Regions from separate parts of the Mus musculus genome. Here region 2 is linked to region 1. A link is a contact called in public promoter capture Hi-C data. All regions are on one chromosome and are shown on one strand. The core of a region is the stretch at or near the end of the contact, and the rest is flanking DNA. Distances in the headings are between cores, read along the strand shown.

What was found. Capture Hi-C pulls out chosen DNA fragments and counts their contacts.
Region 2: a promoter capture Hi-C map of adipose tissue shows a contact between it and region 1. The contact joins two enhancer-like sites. A contact is called at or near these places in 1 of 39 promoter capture datasets (hippocampal neurons), 4 of 484 Hi-C or Micro-C datasets (the HPC-7 cell line, bone marrow-derived macrophages, embryonic heart and 1 more), 2 of 115 datasets of contacts at active chromatin or transcription factors (bone marrow-derived macrophages and embryonic stem cells) and 2 of 9 other capture datasets (adipose tissue and pancreatic islet).

What each region holds. Positions count from the first base shown.
Region 1 is chr5:65,272,767-65,276,234 of GRCm38.p6, reverse strand. It overlaps Rfc1 (replication factor C (activator 1) 1), which reads left to right. Exons shown (of 25, transcript NM_001347357.1): 16 at 454-545; 17 at 716-853; 18 at 1,765-1,860; 19 at 2,186-2,284. Among named protein-coding and RNA genes, the nearest start is that of Rfc1, 61 kb to the left of the region's middle. Within about 2 kb of position 2,079, at least 13 of the 459 cell types and tissues checked have an H3K27ac peak or open chromatin away from gene starts, as enhancers often do. A contact at or near this core is called in adipose tissue, where this site is marked.
Region 2 is chr5:65,373,450-65,376,989 of GRCm38.p6, reverse strand. It overlaps Klb (klotho beta), which reads right to left. Exons shown (of 5, transcript NM_031180.2): 3 at 1,042-1,310. Among named protein-coding and RNA genes, the nearest start is that of Rpl9, 16 kb to the left of the region's middle. Within about 2 kb of position 2,034, at least 5 of the 459 cell types and tissues checked have an H3K27ac peak or open chromatin away from gene starts, as enhancers often do. A contact at or near this core is called in adipose tissue, where this site is marked.

The DNA.
Region 1 (3,468 bases), core at 830-3,329:
AGACACATGCACACATATGAGGATATTTACATATTAGTATGATATAAAAGCTTGAGCATCTTAATATCTTATCAATAAACTACATTACTATGCATTTTAAAGGAGAATATTAAATTACATTAAAAAGAAGTGTTTTGGGGATGGACATTACCTCTTCTGGTGTGCAGACAAAATACCCACTACATATAATAAATCTTAAAAAGAAGAGAAGTGTTACTGATGGATGGGTGGATGGATGGATGGAAACAGATCAATAACCAAGATGTATTAAGTGAAAGCCCACAAGGTACATATTTTTATGCACACAGGTTTTAAGTATGTATTGGCTATCTCTACATGGACTTTAGTGAACTGCTGGGAAGAGAGTTTGCTTTCATGGCTTCACTCTTGGAGCTGTTGGAGTTTAAATGTGTGTTGACTCTTACTGTGTTCTGTGTTCTTTCCCCTGGTCAGGTGGAGCGGCTCCTTCCGTGAGTGCGAGGCACGCCCTCATCATGGATGAGGTCGATGGCATGGCAGGCAATGAAGACAGGGGTGGAATTCAGGTAACACAAGCACTGTGGCTTCTGTTTTACTGTGGGCTTTAATTAAGAAAATAACCGTTATGTGCATGGATAATTGTAGCAGTTGAGAGCTTTTAAAAAATACTAAAATATATTGAATATCTGTTATTTTATAAAAATAATTATCCTCATATTCTAAATTTGTCTTTTAGGAGCTAATAGGCCTGATAAAGCATACTAAAATTCCCATCATTTGTATGTGCAATGATAGAAACCACCCCAAAATTCGCTCATTGGTTCATTATTGTTTTGATCTTCGTTTCCAAAGACCTCGAGTTGAACAGATTAAGGTATGATGATTATAATTACAAAGAATTTAAAAAAATTTTGGGAGTATGTGTGTTCACAGGCATACACGTGCACGCTCATGCAATGCAGTAGGGTGTACATGTGGAGGTAACAGGGCATTTCTGGGTGTCAGTTCACTTATGGGGGTTCTAGGATCAGTCGCAGGCACCAGGCATGATGGGAAATGCCTGTACCCATCTTGCTGTCTCAGGGTTCCTGTCACTATGATGAAATACTGACAAGACAACTTGAAGGGCAAAGGTTATTTGCCAGGAAGTCAGGAGTTGAGAGAGGCAGGAGCTGATTCATGGTAGATGCTGCTGAATGGCTTGCCCAGCCTGCTTTCTTATAGAACTCAGGCCACCAGCCCAGGGCTGGCCCCACCTATCATAGACTGTACCCTTTCCCATTAGTCACTAATTAAGAAAATGCCCTTCCGGCTTGCCTACAGCCTGATCTTAGGGAGGTTTTTGTCAGTCAGTTTTTCCTCTTCTCAGATAGTTTCTGTGAGGTTGATGTAAAACTAGCCTGCACACTAGCCCAGAATATTTTTAAAATGACATTATTATATTTATATAAAGGTTGATTTTTAACTTTAGGCAGTGTCAGTGCGGTAACCAGTGAGTTTTACCTAAGATATGATGATTGATAACTGAAAACTCAAGGGTCAATTTTTTTTTTCAAAACAGGGCTTCTGTGTAGCCCTGGCTGTCCTGTAGCTCTCTCTGTAGACCAGGCTGGCCTGGAACTCAATAGAGATCTGTCTGCCTCTGCCTCCTGAATGCTAGGATTAAAGGCTTAAGCAACCCAACTCAAGGGTCAGTTTTAAAAGAATCTCATAAATATCCATAGAATTGCAGATGCTATGTGTTAAAAAAATGTCAATGACAATTTTCTTGTTTGTTAATTTCAGAGTGCAATGCTGTCTATTGCATTTAAAGAGGGTTTAAAAATCCCCCCTCCAGCTATGAATGAAATAATTTTGGGAGCTAATCAAGATGTCAGACAGGTGAGTTAGATATTTATTTTGGGGAAGTTGTTACTTTTCTAAATTTAATTTTATTATTTTATGTGTGTGGATATTTTGCCTGTATTTATGTGACTTACCACTTGTGTGTCTAGATTGGCAGAGGCCAAAAGAGGGCATCAGACTCCCTGGAACTGGAGTTACAGATGGCTGCGAGCTGCTTTGTGGGTGTTGGGAGAGCAGCTGAGCCAGCTTCTAGCTCTTGGCAGTTGTCAGTACTTTAGCTGCCCACTCTCGAAACTTGCACAGGATAGGAAAAGAGCAGCCATTTCTCATCCTGGCATTGTCGTCTTTGTGTTTTTTCTAGGTTTTACACAATCTCAGTATGTGGTGTGCACAAAGTAAGGCCCTGACCTATGACCAAGCCAAGGCTGATTCTCAGAGGGCTAAGAAGGATATCAGACTGGTAAAATGAGTTTCCATTTTTTAGTTATGTTATGAAGTTGGTGTTTCTTGTCCTGCTTATATTAGCTTTGTAGACATAATTATCTCTTGGTGTACTTCTAGAGCTCACAGACTTGTCAGACCTGTAGACAGTGAGCTTTTTTTCTAGCATGGCCATCTTTATAGACTGATGAAAAGGGATATTTTAAATGAGCCCCATGCTTCCTCACTGAGAGCGATTTTTCCATTGGACCTTCTGCATGCATTTGTGGCCTCCGTGGTTGTACTATTGGGAATTCTATGTTTCAAGTGCGTTAGTTTAACTTCCAAAGCTAGAGGTCTCTATCTCTTGTCTCTGCTCTGCTTTACTATCCAAAATTATAGATAGTTAGCTTTTTTAAAAAAAGAAATGATATACTTTAGATTTTGAAGTAGTTTTAAGTTTGCAGCAAAATGTAGTAGAAGGCACAGAGGTTTCCCATGCAAGCCACTCCAGCGTACACTTCATTTAGCATCCTGCACCAGAGTCTCAGTCAGTAACTTCACTAGGGCTCATTCTTGACATTGCACACTCTGTGTTTTCTCACAGGCGGGCAGTGGTGTGTTCTACCACTGCAGAACTACAGTAGTTTCCCTGGGCTCAGACTCGGCATCCTTAATTCCTTCCTCTTTTTTTAAAAAAAGGTTTATTTATTTTTATGTATATGAGTACACTGCAGCTGTCTTTAGACACACCAGAAGAGGGCATCAGATCCCATTACAGATGGTTGTGAGCCACCATGTGGTTGCTGGGAATTGAACTCAGGACCTCTGGAAGAGCAGCAGTCAGTGCTCTTAACTGCTGAGTCATCTCTCCAGTCCCCCTCCTTCTATAACCACCAGTCTTCCATCTCCATGGTTTTGCCTGAGTGCCATGTAGTGGGAATCATACAGTGTGCAGCCTTTGGAGATTGACTTCTTTCCCACAGTAGAGTGTGTACATTCAAGGCTCCGTCATGTCCTTTAATGAACTGTTCTTTTTGTTTGTATGGTCTTTTGAGATTGCATTGCTGGTAACTCACTTGAGCTGGCCTGAAGCTCAGTATGTAGCTGAGGCAGGCTTTGAACCTCATCTCTAAGTGCTAGGATTACTGGTGTGTCCCAACATTCATGGCTGATATTTTTATTAAAATTGTTGAGTCCAAGGCCTGAGATATATCAGTTTAT
Region 2 (3,540 bases), core at 785-3,284, 100 kb before region 1:
AGATCAAACAAAATGCACTGTGCGTTACAACCCTCCAGAAAACACTAGTTGCAGACAATGCATGCGATTATCTGGGAGAGAGACCACATAAAGATGCACCCCCAAATGGAAGAGGGCCATTAGGAGGAATATAAGGGATACAATGTGGAGGTAAAAAAAAGATCAAAGTGTATCTTATACACATATGATGTGCTGATAGTGAAACACACTATTCTGTATAATAAAAGCCAGTGGATTCTCCGGGTAGGCCTTTAATCCTAGCACTCGGGAGATCTCTGTGAGTTTGAGGCCAGCCTGGTCTACAAGAGAGAGTTCCAGGGTAGCTAAGACTACACAGAGAAACCCTGTCTTGAAAAAACCTAACTAAACAGATAGTGGATTCGGGTGGGGGAGATGACTCAGAGGGGGAAGCATTTACTCAGAAGCTTCGAGACCTGAGTTCAATCCCTCAAACCCAAAAAAGGTAGAGGGAAATAACTAACTCCACAGTTTGTCCTCTAACCTCTGCATGGACTGCAATATGCACCACATATGCAAACACACAGGGTTGGAGGCATGGCAGTTAAGAACGTTGAATAGTCTTTCATAGTATCTGTGTGAAAGGCACACACACAGACACAGACACAGACACACACACACACACACACACACAAGCACACACATATCCCTAATCCTAGGACATCCAATGCACTCTTCTGGCCTCTGTGGTCACCAGGCAGACAGACATATATGCAGGCAAAGCATCTGTGATGGTTTGAATAAAAATGGCCTCCATTGGTTCATAGGGCGACCTCTCTAGCACCGTGTCTGCCTGCATGCTGCCATGCTTCTCACCATGCTGATGAGTTGTGAACCAGCCCCAATTGAAGACCCCAGACTTGCTGTGGTCATGATGTTTCTTCACAGCAACAGAACAATGACTAAGATATCCTTACATGTATTTTACACTTGTAAAAACATACTGTAAAACAAAACAAAACAAAAAACCATACTGTATACTATCTCCCCTGGTGCGTGGTTAATTCAGCTGTAGCCACTTACCTTAAGAACAGACTCAGTGACTCCCCAAGAGAAATCACAGGGGAACCGACCCTTCATGTCTGGCGTGGACTCTTTCAAAGGGAAGCCGTTGTCTTGTATGATCTGCTTGTAGTAATGAGCCGAGGACTTGGGTTTCCTCTCTTTCTGCTCACTGTTAAAGTCCACATAAAACAGCCCTCGTCGGGTCGTATAGGCATCCTGCCACTCAAAGCCATCCAGGAGAGTCCAGGCCGTATAACCAAACACGCGGATTTCATCAAATTTTATTGCTGCACAGAGAAAAGGAAGCAGCGATTTTCAGAGGACTAAAACATTCTAGTTCGTTTACAAAGTGCCAGGACACAGCACATTACAAAAGTAACTCTTTTCCTAAATATCAAGCATTTTATATCAAACCACAAATTATTGATTTGGGGCCAGCAAAATAGCTGCATCTGTAAAGGCACCTACTATGAAGCTTGACAAAGTTGAGTCAGAGGCCTGCATGGTACAAGGGGACCAAGTGTCAAAAGTTGTCCTCTGACTTCCACATGCGCCCTACACTCAAAAGAAATAAACAGTACGCACTCCCTACCCTGGTGAGTGATAGTTGGAAGATCTCATTAAAACATTCTTCCTGATAGTTACACGTTTTTAATCACATTGTTTAGCAGGGTATGACGGATGGTATATGCCTTTAATTTCAACACTCAGGAAGCAGAGGTAGGCAGATCTCTGAGTTCAAGTTTGGCTTGGTCAACATATTGAGTTCCAGGTCATCCAGAGCTACATAGTGTGACCCCATCTCAAAAATTTAAAAAGTGGGATGAGGTGATATTTAGTGCGCAGATCTGTGTCCTGGGGCTCGGCAGTTCCAGAGCCTTTTGGGATATAGATGTTGACTGGCGACCCAGAGTTTCTCATTCCGAGTTTGGGCTAGTTCCTGTCTGTGTACTACTGTCTGTTCTGTGAAATTGTCCTCCAGGGACTGAAAATACCAGCTCTCAGGACGTCACAGCAAATGCAGGCGGAAGGCATGGAAGTGGTGTGAGAGGTGGCTGGGCTGAAGGGCAACAGGCCCAGGCCAGGTCCTGCTGCATCTTGGGGCAGGAGCTGTTGGGCAAGGTGCAGAGCCTCAGTTACCTCATCTGCAAAGGAAAATATCGGGAAGGATGTTCTCTAAGGGCTTTCTCAGCTTTCAAACTCTGAGTGGGAGCCAGGTGTAGCAGTGTACGACTTTGATCCCAGCACTCTGCAGACAGAGGCAGGCAGATCTCTGTGAGTTCAAGGCCAACCTGGTCTACAGTAAAAACTGAAATTAGCCCTGAATCATTTAAAAATTTTTATTATTTTAATTTTATTTCCCATGCAGGAGTGTTTTTGCCTGCATGTTTATCTGTGAGCTCTCTCTGTGTCTGTATCCAGGGAGGCCTGATAAAGCGTATTCAGAAGAACTTCAGTTACAGACAGTCGTGAGCTGCCATGTGGGTGGTTAGAGTTAGTGTGCCAGGAATTGAACCTGGGACCTCTGTAAGAGCAGGCGGTGCTTGGTGCTCTCAACTGCTGAGCCATCTCCCTATCCCCCACTTGAACCATTTTTCTTAAAACAAACAAACAACAACAACAGCAACGCCCTTTTATTCCCCTCAGAGAGATGCCTCATCACTGCATTTTGCCATCTAATTATCATTAACATTGTTTTTCTAAAAGGTAGAAAATCCAGAGGCTGGAGAGATGGCTCAGTGGTGAAGAGCACTGTCTGCTCTTTCAGGGGGCTTGAGATCCTCAGCAACTACGTGGTAGCTTGCAACCATCTATAATGAGATTTGATAGCCTGGCAGTGGTGGCACATGCCTTTAATCCCAGCACTCGGGAGGCAGAGGCAGGCGGATTTCTGAGTTCGAGGCCAGCTTGGTCTACGGAGTGAGTTCCAGGACAGCCAGGGCTACACAGAGAAACCCTGTCTCGAGGAAAAAAAGAAAAAAAAAAAAAAAAAAAAAGAAAGAAAAATCCTTCCTTGAAAGAAAGGTTGAAAACCATGACAAGAAATTTCAAAATGACAAATGTGTTTCAGCAAGTCGTGGTTCTGGTTTCCCAGTAGTGTGGTGTTATGAAGAAGGGTGGAACAGGTAAACCCCTTTGTCCAAGTGAAAGACATTTGACCCAAGGGCCTGTATATATTATCATATGAGCCACCCTTCCTTCAGGTTCATGTAGTTGGGTGTGGCTGCGTTCTAAGCTGTTCCTTTTTGCAGAGCCAGGTGGGTGGGGAGACTGGGAGAGGGACTTGCTCTTTCTAAAATCTCCTCTGAAATATCTTTCCTGCAGGAGCTGGGATTTCTCTCCACATTTAGGACTTATTTATTTAAGTTATATTTTATGTATTGTGGTGAAGGAAGTGTGTGTGGGAGGTGACCATGTATGTGTGTGTGTATGTGTGTGTGGTACCTGTGTGGGGGTGAGTATGTGTGGGGCATGTGTGTGTGTGTGGTGGATGTGTGTGTCTGTGTAAATGCATAT